5 separate regions of the Mus musculus genome follow, and all the other regions are linked to region 3. Evidence: chromatin contacts called from public Hi-C and promoter capture Hi-C data. All regions are on one chromosome and are shown on one strand. The core of a region is the stretch at or near the end of the contact, and the rest is flanking DNA. Distances in the headings are between cores, read along the strand shown. Region 1 holds the start of Cyp2j5 (cytochrome P450, family 2, subfamily j, polypeptide 5). Region 2 has its middle 20 kb from the start of Gm34053. Region 3 holds the start of 0610025J13Rik (a long non-coding RNA gene). Region 4 has its middle 52 kb from the start of Gm27521. Region 5 holds the start of Cyp2j9 (cytochrome P450, family 2, subfamily j, polypeptide 9).

Region 1 (2,700 bases), core at 194-2,693, 1.7 Mb after region 3:
GCATGCTCAAGGCCCTGGGTTCAAGCTTTGAAAGGTGTAAAATAGTAAGGGAGAGAGGGAATGAAAGAAAAAGTAAGTAATTAGAAACAAGACATTCAATTAAAACACATCTGAGAACCTAAAAATATTCAGTGCTAGGAGCTTAGTAAGATCCTGTGTTATCTTTAAAATACTTCCATAAACAGCCATATTTGTCAGTGTCAGTGCTGGGTGACACATAATAATGTTTAACCGGTGTTCCCTCAATGTGAGCCAATGCTATCAAGTTCATCTCCTGCTTATGCTACTTTGTACTATAAACCTGACAAAACCCAATGTCATGTAGGTCATAGGTCCTAGGCATGAATTGACTGCTGTACTTTAGCTGTATTAATTTGGCACCAAACTGCCTTGTAAAAATCTATATTTATACCCACAAAGGAAAGGTACTCTCAGTTAATGAGTAACAGTGGATACAGGCACTTTTAACTGCTCAAGTTCCTGAGAGTATAGGTCATTTGGGTGCTAAAATCTAAATGGGATCTTTATACTATTCCATCTAAAGCTAAGAGACTATTATTAAATGGACAGAAAATCTTAATAGAGTTGGAAGACTGCATGAGAATTTCAAAATGCTATGTTCTGAACATGTATTGTCCATAGTAATTATAAACTCATAGTATCTGTGTTTGCCTGGTGCACTGGGACTGCATAGGACTATACCTAACAATGCCCAGTCATGGATAGGAGAAGGGCTGAAGGGGCCTTATCTCTCCCTAATTAAATATTGCCTACTGATGGATGCTGGGAAATGAGAACATCATTACCTTCAGATGTGAGCTCATTGGTGGTCCCACTATGTTCTGTTGAATATTTACATACTTCTGTTCCCACAGGAAACTCTGATTAAACTCAGTGGGTAACAAACAAAATGGTACGCCATGAACATAGAAAAAGAAAAGAAAAACAAAACAAAATGAAAAACCCCCAAAACATAAAAAGAAAAGAGAATGTTGATGGGGTCAGAGAGAAAGAGAAGAGTGGCAGAGTGAGAGTAAGTCATAATGTAAAATTTATATATGAAGAACTGCCAAAGGAAATAATTTACTTAGTAAAAGACCATCCCCTGAATAACTTATACCAACTTCATGATCCTAAAATGTACAGAGCGTATGTAAAGAGATGAGTGCCCTGAAAAAATCAGCAGAAATGTCTGTTTACCAGGCAGGTTATGGTCACTGGGTAAAATGCTGACTGGAAAACAGCAGGTCAAAGACTGGGGTCTGAGTATGAAAATCATAAACCTAGGAATCTCCCTGTCATCCAAAACAGTTCTTTATAAGTAAGCAATTTCCCTCAGTGTGGTCTATTCCCACCCGATATTGACGATTTCTAGAAATAAATAACCAGGCTGCTTCACCCAACAGTGGGTAATCCAAGCCACAGCAGGGCTTGTACTTGGAAGATCATCAAGGGGCAGGAAGGGGTGAGAATGTCCACTGTAACCCTGTCATAGAGAGCCTACTGTTCCCCATTTTCTTTTCTACAGAGGAGTGTGCAAGGATCCCAAATATGATTATGTTTTTGAGCTCCCTGGTGACCACCTTCTGGGAAGCACTCCATCTCAAGACTCTGGTACTGGCTGTTGTCACTTTCCTGTTCCTGATTAACATCCTCAGAAGCCGTCACCCCAAAAACTACCCACCAGGGCCATGGCGTCTGCCCTTTGTGGGCAACTTCTTTCAAATAGACACTAAGCAAACCCACTTGGTGCTTCAGCAGGTAAGATGGGGCTGAGAGTGTCTTGTCTGTATCATGACACTAATCCAAAATTGCAGGGTTGGTAATATTCCCAACAGCCCAGACAGGAGGACAGGGCTACAGGACTCTAAAGCTTGTTCTGTGCATCTGCTAAACTCACTACAACTTCTGTCTCCTCCAGTCAATAGACTCCATTATTTTTCCTTTTAAAATGTTGGCACCATGAAAGTAGTACCTGTTTTGTAAACCTGTTCCACTGCTCTGGAGTAGTAGAGTTTTTGTTTGTTTATCTAATCTTGTATATTTTATTTGGTCTATTGTTTCTTAAAGAACTTAGGTCAAAAGGACTCACTTTAAGTTTACATCTTTTTCTATGTTTATTTACTTACTTGAATGGGGGATGTGAGCTCTCCACAGAATAATTTTCATGTTCTCACAAAAACATATAGAACTTCACTATAAGTCCACTAACACACATGCCTGACATTATTATATTAGATCCTCAGACATTCACACACTTAACTCTGACTATTGAAATATTTTACAGTTTGTGAAGAAATATGGGAATGTATTTAGTCTGGAGTTGGGCCAATCACCAGTGGTGGTTGTATCAGGACTGCCTTTAATCAAAGAAATGTTTACCCACCTGGACCAAAATTTTGTGAATCGCTTTATGACACCGGTTAGAGAACGAATCACAGGTAAAAATGGTAAGTTTCTGTCGTGGATAGCCTTGGGGCTAATTATATTTGATGGTAATTCTATTCTCCTGTGAGTGGTTTCGAACAAAGAATGAGTCAGCACTCAGGTGATTTCCTGTAAACCTGCTTCCCACCTTAATTTGTAAAATAAAGGGGAGCTGATGATTGGGCAGATAAAAGGGAAAGTGGAGCAGAAGGTGGGGGAGAGAAGAAGGAGAAAATGGAAGAGGGAGAGGATACAGAGGAAGAGGAAGAGGAA
Region 2 (2,700 bases), core at 15-2,514, 1.5 Mb after region 3:
AAGGATGCACACGCACACACACACACACACACACACACACACACACACACACACACACATTGATAAAAACATGGCCTAACTCCATAGATTGTAACAATGCTCCTTTATTATTGGCATGTTTTAGTATAGTTATTCAAGAAGTAGAAATCGGAAAGATAAAAACAGAATCTCTACCTATCACTGGGGTGGGAATGGGGATTTTCACTTTGACTTTTAAAGACTCTAAACTATACTTGCTTCAAAGTGAAAAAATTTAAAAAGAAAATCAGAGAAACGCTGAATGTTAATTAGAGAAAGATACAAAGTTCAGCAAGACACTAGATCAGAAACCAAACCTAAGAAAGAGTCAAAACACAAGTCAGAGATACAAGAGGAAACCCACAGGCATCCAAAGACAGTGAAATGAAGCACATGTAAAATCATCCGTTACAGCCTAAAAATATCTCGCCTGGTTTCTACTCTATTGAGAACAAATATAACAGAGCCAAGCCAGGCCAATGATTACAGGAGAAGCAAGCACATAGGAGCACGTAAAAAGAAAGAGACGGGGCATTATATAATGAGTGGGGGAGAAGACAGAACAGCATCCAGGGAAACCATACCAAACATGGATCAGTCATTGCAATGTGTGTGGTTTTACATTTGTCCTGGGGCTTGCCCTGAGCAAGCTCGAATAGCATATTTAGCTTTCTTGCAGAGTAGAGATCATTTTCTTATTTATTCAATCCTCAGAAAGGTTAATTATGCTTATGACTGTGGTTGGAAAACAATTCTTAGAAAATGCTTGGGTAACAACAGGTTGGCAGTGTATGGAAACCATCTGCTTCCCACAAATGTTAAGGTAAACTTTCAAACTTATGGGGTTAGCAGTTACAGATTGTAGAGTAGTTTAGTGGAGTGCAAATACATGCTGTGTTGATGTTGACTTTCTGACTTTTGACATCAAGCCTAAAAGATGAACCATGTTATAAGAAGAGTGGTCTCTGGGCATATCAAAACTTTAAGTCATCTTTGCTTGCACATATTAAGGGTAACAGAACAAGAACATTACACAAGGGAATAGAGTATTTATACTGAATGTCTTCTAAGTAAATTAAGCTGCTCTGGTTTGCTCTTACCCTGACCTACTAATGGGAACAGGATCATAGAGGGAGGATTTGTTTCTTATAAAAATATTCAGTTTATTCTACAAAAGAACATAAAATGCTGCTCCCCTGACCCCATGGTGTGAGCTGCTCTCAAGGGCTGCAATTGCCTTGGTACCAGCTGCTTCGTCATAGATCTGTCCTCTCCTCCTCCCTGAACTGCAAGGATTCTTATCTCCCCACCTCCACTTGGGAGGGTGGGGAGAAATGGAAATGGCTAATGTTCTCCAGGCTTAGCAAATGCTGCAAGGGAAGCTAATCAATCACTTTAGGGTGCTTCTCAAGGAGACACATTTCTGTGAAAATCACCAGCTGAAACTTAGAGGGAGCAGTTTAAGTATAGAGAAATTCAGAATTATGAATGTCAGTGAGGAGTGGACAGAAATCATATTTGCTAATGAAAGTGAAAAATAGAATTAGTCCCTTGTATTTCCAGCTTGCATAGCAACATCTTATTTTGCATAGACTCTGGATGCTTTATGGCCTGTACATATTGAAGAATGCCTGTTAAGATATCTTTACTACATCTAGCACAAACCCAGGAACGGAGTTTATTGGGGCAGTGAGGAAAGAAAAAAAGACAGACAGAGGAACACAAAGACAAAACCTGGAGTTGGGTGCACTGGTCCCTCTGATGGAAAAACCACAGCACCCCAGCTGTTCAGTATGCTTATTATATAAGGTGTTCAGTATGTTTATTACATAAGGTGTTCAGTATACTTATTATATAAGGTGTTCAGTATGTTTATTATATAAGGTGTTCAGTATGCTGTTTATTATATAAGGGTTACTGTGTAGAGGTGAATGAGGAGGCGGGATTTAGGGTATACAGATGAACAAGGAAGCAGCGTTTATGATAAACAGCTGGATCAAGGAGAGCTATTTAGCTAGTCTTAGTACGAGCAGTCTCAGCAGGAGAGAAGTTTTCAGGTTGTAAATATTTTGGGGAAGAAAATAATGGTGTACATTTTCTTCACACATTATCAACATCCACACCTGGACCAAAAGGGAAGGCTTTGGCATTTCTGTCTGGGCATTAGGCTAGGGTCCTTGTCATGGTCAAGGCAATGTCAGCAGCACGCATACACTCCCTCTGGATGCGTTTTACATTCACATTGGTTAAAGTTTTAGGTAATCCTAGATCTGTATGTGATTAACTCTTTCTATACAGCATTCTCATCATACCTGAGTAGTTTTGATTCTTGTAGTAAAGGCTGGACATATAGGAAAACAACCATGCTACTCATCTTAGTTTATGTAGATGAAGATTATATAGGGATGGTTATAAATAATGGCTCAAAGAGGAAATTATATTCTAATTACAGTGTGATAGGTTAAAAGCCCAGAACACATAATCATAAATTTATTTGAGTAAAGACTACAGAGGAGATTCTATATACACAAAATTGTGCTGGGTACTTAAACTCTTCAAATATTAAGTTCCTATAATTTAAAACTCAAAAGATCACTGGACTATGATTCACAGAGAATTTCTATAAAGGTGAGATGGCTGTCAACCTAGAAGGCAACGTAGTATTCCTGTCTTTTGTCAAGT
Region 3 (2,700 bases), core at 197-2,696:
AATATATCTGAAAGTTGTTGTTGTTGTTGTTTTTTTTAAATAGGTTGGTTCATTCATTCATATGTTCATTCACGCTACTGTTGTGGGAGCACACACTCTTCGCTGAGCGTATACTGGGATCACAGACTGCCTTCGTCCTCAGGTTGGGTTTACATAAAGCAGTTAGATCAACTCCTAGGGCAGAGCACTTAGACAGGAGTTTCTGAGCTGGGTAGGCTAAGACGGGTGGCCTTTGTTGGAAATGCTGTTGCTAGTGGCTGGGACCAGGTCCAGCCAGCTCACAGCAGCTTGCTTTGGGGTCGCACTGACGCTTGCCTGGTCGCCGGTAGGTGGCGGCAGACGCCCTGGCGGAAGGCGTTGCGCTGCGCCCCGCTGGCTTGGCTCCGCCCGCCGGGTCCGATGCTTCGCGCTCCGCCTCCGGAGCAGCCGAGTGCGTCTGAGGCGATCCCGTGCCAGGCTTGGGGACGCTGCCAGGTTTCTCTCAAATCTTGGCCTAACAAAGGGAAGCAAATTACAAAAATGGAAATTTTCAAACTAGCGTTCAGTTGTATTGAAATCGACGTTTGTGTAGCACGCAGGCACAGACCACATTCATGCTATTTTGTGATTAAAACGATACCAAAAATACCTCCTTGCTTTAGTTTTCATCTTCTAAAACGGCCTCTTCCCCTTTTCTAATTGCTGCTTTACTTTGGGGGAGCAGCGAGCCCCCGGCCACCGTAGAATTGCTAACATTTGCATCAGGACAGTTGAAATCTGGCCCGGGCTGCTATTCTCTCTGTCGTCCCCACCCCAGTCTTTCCTCCTCCCCGTCTCTTAGACTCCGCTGTTTCTCTCGTTCTGTCCTCCCCCCAACCCCCCTTCCTCCTTTTCTTTGGGAGTTGAACTTTAACCCAACCTTGTGTGTCCTTTCAGCCTAGGGGAGTACAGATAAAGACATTGCTAGGCACTGTACGGGGAAGTTTTGTGTCTTGTGTACTCGGTTTCAAGTCTTAGGACAGCGCGTAAATCCTCAGGGCTCCTCTTGATTCAAGCAGCAAAACCTGACCATGGCCTCACCAAAGCTCTGGTTACCTTGCTCTCCCATTAAAAAACAAAAACCAAACCAAAACAAAAAAAACCCCAATGATTTTGAAGCGGCTCTTGAGCTGGCTCTTGAATGGATTTTACTTAACATGAAGTTGTATAGAGCCCGACTGTGTCCTCTTGGCTTGTTTTTGCAGTTGCTAGACAGGCCCAGTCCCCAGTGGGCTTGTGTGAAAGGCGCCCTCCTCCCACCCCCAGCTCTCCGCACCATTTCTTTCCTTGGAAGCTTTGACTGTCTCCTTCCGCAGCAGCTGTGTCTGCAGTGCCTGGAGACAGGTGGGGGAGTAGCCTCCCGCTGAACCTGCCAATTCCCTCTCCAAGGACTGTCTGAATAGCTATTAAAAATTAAAGGACACGCACACGTACACACACACACACACACACACACACACACACACACACACACACACACACACGCTTTCGTTCTTTGTTTTCTGGTGGAGGTCACTGTCACACCAGAGCAATGGTACTGCTTTGCCGACTGAGATTAAATTCTACAGTCCTTCTCTTGTCGGCACTCACCAGCCCACAAGAACCCATTGCCACATCTTTTGGGCCCTCTAGAAGATCTGAGTTCTAGGAGTGGTCAAGTGCCCACTTGCAATGGATCTGGAGAGAGAGGTGCTCCCAACCCCAGGAGATAAACACAGAGCTCATGAGACCATGGTTGCAGTTAGGGATCCCTTGTTTATCTGTATTTGAGTCTCAAAACTAGAACTTTCTAGGGCAGGTGTTGAGTATCCTCTGCACACTGGTAAGAGTTTAACAGGTTCCAGAAGAGAACCGGAAGTCACATTTTCGTTCCCAGCCTGGATTCAGGACCTTCTGCTCTTCCCTGGGGGCTTGACCCTCAGTACCCAGCTACCTCTCTGCTTTTCCCAGGGCTGTTGCCCGCTCTTAGAATTCCTCCTCCTCCTCTTCTCTGATTAGCAAACGTTTGGTCTCTTTAAAGACGTCTTTCAAACACACCCTCTCCAGTCTTTCATGGCTGTGCCTGTGCTTGGGTACCTCTGTAGTCAGTAATCCTGCCTTAAGTTAAATGGGACAAAGTTGCTTGACATACCTGCTGTGCTGTGCTGTGCTGTGCTGATCTCTCTCTCCCTCTCCCTTCCTCCCTCTCCCTTTCTCCACCCCTCCTCTCCACTCCCTACCTCCCTCTCTTTTCCTCTCTCTCCTTCCCCCAATCTCCACTCTCCTTTCCTTTCTCTTCCCCCTTCTCTCCCTTCCTCCCCTTTATCCCCTGAGAGAATATATTCTTTGCTCAGGCCAGGAATGTATCTTTATTTATCTCCTAGCCTGCACACCAAAGATGCCCGGGAAACTCTATGTGATGATAAGGAAACACACCTGGTTCTTAAATGATCCCAAAGGGCCAGCTTGTTTTTCTCCAGTTCTTGCTCCATTGGCAGGCATCTCTAAGTATGTCTGCAGAGTGGAAAGGAAAAACTTAAGGTTGTGTTCACACGTGACTTTTCCATAGTTCAGGGAGAGTCTTCTACTAATGAAGGTTTGATGAGCACACAGATGAAAACTCCTGTACCCCAGCGTGTGCACAGGAGCAGCACTCAAGGAAGACCTGCGACCCGAGAAGGTTTCAGGCATCTGCGTGGGCTC
Region 4 (2,700 bases), core at 1-2,500, 1.4 Mb after region 3:
GTATCTGACTCACTGCCCTGCTCCTGGGGACCTAGCCCACTTTCTTGACTCTGGGCTTTTTGCTGACTGACCAAATTTTCAGCAGGAATTATCCTTGAATTAATTGTATTTTCTGTTTCAGAGACATAAAGACCGTTAATTTTCTGAGCCTATGGGCCTGTCAAGATTCAATATTAGAAACAGAATAAATCTTTAGTTTTGATTTATTGCCCTCTTAAAAATTGAATTGATGATTTTATGCCGGCTTGAACTGTTCAAATAATACAAATACTAGAGAAAACATCCTCTTTATTTGTTTGGCCTTATGACATTAATCCACATAACTCTTCAAAGAACTCTTATTCTCCTCTTGTCATGCAAACTAAGCCTACTTAAAGAATTCAATTGGACATTACCTCCCATTTCTCCATTATCCTCCCCAGTGCTTTTGGAAGCGGTTCTCCATCTCCTGCTTGGGGATCTATACCCATTAGAGTATAGGAAAAATATTGTGGGAACAGTATAACTGAGTGTGCATATTAAGGCTTGCTGAACATCATGAAAAAGGTACTCTTTCCTGTACATGACTGTAGGCAGGTAGATGAAGAGGTAGCTATTGATACATATGCATATATATTTCATGATTGTATGTGATACTTACATGATCAGATATATTCATACATATAAATATATAAACATTTCCTGGTAAATGTGCTCATATGTGTAAATATAAATTTATGCTTTAATGTGTGATAGTGTGCATGTGCCCAAATATATAGGTGTGTGTGTGTATTACTGGCTGTAGGACTGGGAGAAGAAATTTGTTTGTCTTTGTATAATGAGAATAAGACAACAAAGGGTTAAAGCAATCACTTTGCAAATGGCTTTCCAAAAAAGCTGCACCCTAAATTAATTTTGGCTGGTAATCTATATCGGGTTAAATAACTCCTCATTATTCTGCAACACAGCTGAGGCATCTCCAAATGTTTATCTTGTTTTGTAACCGGTACCTTCTGGTATATTCTAGTGCCAGCACTCCCAGCTCCTGCTATATTTCATTCTCACTATTTTTGGACTGAGCTGCTGGTTCCAGGTGATTTAATAAATTGCTTTTTTTTTTTGAGTGGGGGTGTTCCTTTTAACTTACCCATCTGCTCAACACATGCGTAACTTGCAATCTGTCGGCAGTTTGCAGAAAGACAAACTGTCAGAGCTGCATGCATTTGACAACTTTGTTCCCAATTAGGTTAGTGGTAATTTAACAGATTTCAGGGCAATGGAGAAAGGGATGGCATGTTATTAAAGCATCAATTCTGACAGACCCGAGCACATATGATTTCAATGTAAATTATTTTAAATGCTTTAATTAAAACCAAAGAAAGCTTTACTCTTTTAAGTGGTAAGCGATAGCAAGACAAATTTAAAAGGAAAGAGAGTAACTGGGGTTTCTAAATGCTTTATATATACAAGGCAGTCCAGCAGTTAGGACGCTGTAATCTATGGTGGTAATGTGGAGGCCGAGTTAATTATTCATTGCTTCCTCTCTGTAGCAGATGTGATTCAATACATGACGTACAGTATTCAGAGCCTGGAACGCTCTCTGTGAAAATCTCAGCTCAGGCTTCTTTTGGATCCATCAGGAAATTGCCAGAATCTGTTTAACACGTTAAATATATTCATAAGAAAAAATGTTGCGTTTTTTTTTCCTTTGTTTTTCCTATGTTTCAACGCAGCTGCTTCTCTACTGCACTGAGCTCAGACTCCACAGCCTCTGTATCCTATCCTGGTTACAGTCTTAAATCCCTATAGCACATGGACAGATGCGTACAAGTGATGAGGATGAGCAAATGAGGAGACCCTGTGTCTCAGGTCACTTTGCAGACATGTAGCTCCCCTCTAGATTGCAGTCACTGAAGTTCCTGTGAGCAGAGTGAGCAGAGGGTCATTGAATGACTGCTTCGTGTTTTGGGAGGAAACTTCCAAACCAAGGGCATACGTAGGCAGAGATATTTCCTTGATGAATATAAGAGCATGTTTGATTTGTCCAAACTATAAATCTAATCATTGGTTTAGAGCTTTCCATTTGTTCTTAGAAAACACTGAGTATTTTATGCTTGAAACCACCAATACATCAATTAAGCTTTAATATTCCTTGAACATAACTGCACAAAATTCTTTAACAGACACATTTCTCAGTCCCTTGGGAAGAGCTTACCATTTTCTATATGGGCCTATTGAGTTGAGGGCTGTCTGCTCTTTTAGAATTATTGAAATGGCTTGACAAAGAAGGTTATTACTACCCTACAAGTAGGTTCTCTTACTTTATCAAATTGATTCTAACTAGGTTATTATATCATAACTTTTAAGGGCATCATTTAGAATGACTGTGACTGCATTAAACTGGCTGACAACTGAGTTGAGATATATTTTTTTGTAGCAAACTGATCTTTATCTCGCTGTTAATGTTACACATAATTGCTTGCATAACAAGCTCTGCTGAGGAAGGGCTCAGTAGCTGCTTCTCTGGAAATGTATGCACAATAGATCTGAAGTGCTCTTGGATCTGTGCATGGTGAGTCAGTCAGAAATGGCATCTTGGGAGTAATGCTGGAATGTTGAGTGATGGGCACAGTGTTACCTTTCCTCCTTCATTCCCAGAGGATCCTCTTCTACAGTTTTTTCTGGATCCCAGAACCTTCTCTGTATTGTCTTCCTTTTGGT
Region 5 (2,700 bases), core at 42-2,541, 1.7 Mb after region 3:
TATGAGAAAATAATCTGTTTTCAACAAAAGAAAAAAATCAAAAGAGGATTGAAAGAATACAAACAAGCTAAGCTTTGTTAAGTTTCTCTTCTTATTCCTCTGTCTCCCTCTTAAGATCTTGGAGAGTTAGAAACTTCAATTTATCTTTTTTAATCAATAAAAAGTTTGTAAGCAGACTGTATATCTATATGTTTAGTGCCTATGCATGTCTAGCCTGATATGTGGCTTAAGGGTCTCCTATATGTGGCACAGGGTGGAAAGTTCCATGCTGGAGACCAAATGTGCTTGGAGATTCTCATGGAAGAGCCGAGAGAGAACAAGCTGGAGATCTTTATGGAAAATGAAACAAACCAGATGCAGAAAGGCGAAGACAGCTTGTTTTCTGCGGTACTAGCCTAGATTAAACTGTGTTTGAGTAAATGGGGTCAGGGTCTGGGACTAGAAATGGAACCATGGAAGGAAAGGAGCAAATCTTTAGGAAGGTACACTGCCAAAATGCAGAAGGGGATAATCTGGGGAAGAGCAGGACCTACAACAGTAGTGTAGGGAATGAGTGGAAAGTGCCAAATATATGCATAAATATTTGTGAAAAAACATGGACATGAAAGTGCCCGTTAATCAAATTCACTAAATTATATACTAACCCTAAAAGTTAATAGGGAGGGAGGGAGAGTGCAAAGTGATGATGGAAAGGCTTCTTAGCATGGTCAAGGGCTGCGGTGTTCAGTTCTCTAACACTACAAAAGGGGGTAGGGGAGAATCAAGACCAGGGTGTTCTTTCTGTGAAGAATCTGTGGATTCACTTAATTCACTGTGAATAGCACTCAAAGCTGGTGAGCTCTTATAAAGAGGCCAGAGCGCTCCCTGGCGTGCAGCCCAGAAACATGGGCTGATACTGTTCCTGTTTCAGAAAATTGCAATCAGTGGTGAAAGGTTGTTTATAAAACGGGAGATCAGATGCACATGATACTCTCTGGGTTGCATGCAAATCACAAGCCTAGAACCAGAGAAATACTTTGTTTATGAGCAAGGTTCTTAGCTAGTCCATACATGCTCAAGTGGCTTCCCCACCCCCAAAGGAATAGTCTCCAAAGGCTAAGACTTGGAACTTGGAGAGGGGCGTGACGGAGAGTCTTGAGGCGGGGCCAAGGGGATGTTTGGGTCCTTAGGAAGACTGGGTAAAAGTGAAAGAGCTCTGGAGACAAAGCTCTGTTAAGACTTAGGGAAGCAGATAAACAAGGCGGGCCAAAGTTGCTGAAGTGAATAGAGCAGGGAGGAGGAGTCTGCAGGCGACAGATTGGAGGGGCCCTGTAGCGATTTGGGGGTTTAAACCACAGGCCTGGTTCATTCTGGGAACTACAGGCAGTGTCCTTGGGGAACTGCCTCAGTTCAGATTCTCATTCCTCCAAGAGCCTGCTCTGATATCAGCCATGCTTGCGGCAGCCGGCTCCCTAGTGGCTGCCATTTGGGCTGCGCTCCATCTCCGGATTTTGCTGCTGTCTGCTGTCACCTTTCTGTTCCTGGCTGATTTCCTCAAAAACCGTCGCCCCAAGAACTACCCGCCAGGGCCAATGCGCCTTCCTTTCGTGGGTTGCTTGTTCCATTTGGACCCCAAGCAGCCCCACCTATCCCTTCAGCAGGTAGGAAGAGGCAACACTGCCTGGCTGCATCCTGAAACTGTATATTGCCATCAGGAACTCGAGGATGTAGCCGAAGGCTGTTGCTGACAGCCCACTAACCCAGAGATAAGGTCTTACAGGTTACAAACAGTTGTAGATTTTCTTGATATCTGTCGATGAAAGATTCCCAGAGTGATTTTATGGCCAGAAAACTTACTGTCTCTGATTTTAAAGTCTTTTAAGTATGTCAAGGTAGATTTGATGACGTAATAATTTATCCTCATAAACACGTTATGTTGGAGTAAGAAATAGGATGTCCCAGATGTTGGTTACACTACCTATCCAGTTTTGTTTTGTTTTGTTTTGAAAGTGTGTTCTCCTCTTGACCTGTGTACATATCAGTTCTCTGATTTGTCTTATTGAGCCTAGTTTGGTCCTTTTGCATCTTTGATGACTGCTCACCTACTGACTTTATCTAATCCAGAGAAAGATGCACTGAAGTTTCCAGCTCCACTAAAAGTCTGCCTGTTTTCCCACTGAGTTGTTGTAGCTCTCCCGCTTGTCCTGGAAAAATGGTTATGAGTACATAGTACCTGTATAGGACTGGAAGGTCTTTCTGCTCTATGACCCTCTTCCCACGTGATATTTCTTATCTACAGTAATTTTCTCTGTTTAGATAGTGAATACTCTGCCATGTGTGACCATCCCTGTCACTTTCCAGTATTTGTGAAGATTGGCTATGTCTGATTATTTATTGCTAATTTGAGGATTTAAACCCATATTTTTCCTTCTGTTCTCCCACCCATTTTTTTTTTAAATTCTGAGTTCTCTGTGTGTTTTTTAGACACTTTCCAAATACTTGCCTCTCTATTCCTCTTTGCTCTTTTCTTATATCTCCTGGATATCCTTGTATCATCCTCCCAGCAGCTGCTCAGTGTTTGTTATTCATTGCTCACATTCGACTGACTTTGTTAACACTATTTTTTCAGGGGAAGCAAAACAACTACAAAACTAGAGGACCCTATCCTCTCTCTATGGCCCAGCTGCCTAAGGTGTTTCCTCCACACACACTAAGAACTAC

The links. Promoter capture Hi-C pulls out the DNA fragments that hold promoters and counts their contacts. A called contact is a pair of places that touch in the nucleus more often than the background predicts.
Region 1: a promoter capture Hi-C map of liver shows a contact between it and region 3, with 2.3 times the contacts expected there. The contact joins the promoter of Cyp2j5 here to the promoter of 0610025J13Rik in region 3. A contact is called at or near these places in 3 of 39 promoter capture datasets (liver, maxillary cranial neural crest and pre-B cells).
Region 2: a contact with region 3 is called in a Hi-C map of uterus, with 3 times the contacts expected there. The contact joins the enhancer-like site here to the promoter of 0610025J13Rik in region 3. A contact is called at or near these places in 8 of 39 promoter capture datasets (cranial neural crest, frontonasal cranial neural crest, hippocampal neurons and 5 more), 1 of 15 datasets of contacts at CTCF or cohesin (large pre-B cells), 6 of 484 Hi-C or Micro-C datasets (cardiomyocytes, cerebral cortex, palatal mesenchyme and 2 more) and 2 of 115 datasets of contacts at active chromatin or transcription factors (astrocytes and stem cell-derived neural progenitor cells).
Region 4: a promoter capture Hi-C map of hippocampal neurons shows a contact between it and region 3, with 10 times the contacts expected there. The contact joins the enhancer-like site here to the promoter of 0610025J13Rik in region 3. A contact is called at or near these places in 7 of 39 promoter capture datasets (the C10 cell line, cranial neural crest, frontonasal cranial neural crest and 4 more) and 1 of 115 datasets of contacts at active chromatin or transcription factors (embryonic forebrain).
Region 5: a contact with region 3 is called in a promoter capture Hi-C map of hippocampal neurons, with 4 times the contacts expected there. The contact joins the promoter of Cyp2j9 here to the promoter of 0610025J13Rik in region 3. A contact is called at or near these places in 5 of 39 promoter capture datasets (cranial neural crest, hippocampal neurons, liver and 1 more).

The regions. Positions count from the first base shown.
Region 1 is chr4:96,662,862-96,665,561 of GRCm38.p6, reverse strand. It overlaps Cyp2j5 (cytochrome P450, family 2, subfamily j, polypeptide 5), which reads left to right and starts at 1,443. Exons shown (of 9, transcript NM_010007.4): 1 at 1,443-1,761; 2 at 2,288-2,450. The coding sequence starts at 1,552.
Region 2 is chr4:96,805,520-96,808,219 of GRCm38.p6, reverse strand. No RefSeq gene overlaps it. Among named protein-coding and RNA genes, the nearest start is that of Gm34053, 20 kb to the right of the region's middle. Within about 2 kb of position 1,264, at least 3 of the 459 cell types and tissues checked have an H3K27ac peak or open chromatin away from gene starts, as enhancers often do. A contact at or near this core is called in uterus, where this site is marked.
Region 3 is chr4:98,320,102-98,322,801 of GRCm38.p6, reverse strand. It overlaps 0610025J13Rik (a long non-coding RNA gene), which reads right to left and starts at 1,446. Exons shown (of 3, transcript XR_376450.3): 1 at 1,295-1,446; 2 at 1-493.
Region 4 is chr4:96,967,806-96,970,505 of GRCm38.p6, reverse strand. No RefSeq gene overlaps it. Among named protein-coding and RNA genes, the nearest start is that of Gm27521, 52 kb to the right of the region's middle. Within about 2 kb of position 1,250, at least 37 of the 459 cell types and tissues checked have an H3K27ac peak or open chromatin away from gene starts, as enhancers often do. A contact at or near this core is called in embryonic forebrain, hippocampal neurons and second pharyngeal arch cranial neural crest, where this site is marked.
Region 5 is chr4:96,590,076-96,592,775 of GRCm38.p6, reverse strand. It overlaps Cyp2j9 (cytochrome P450, family 2, subfamily j, polypeptide 9), which reads left to right and starts at 1,291. Exons shown (of 9, transcript NM_028979.2): 1 at 1,291-1,640. The coding sequence starts at 1,431.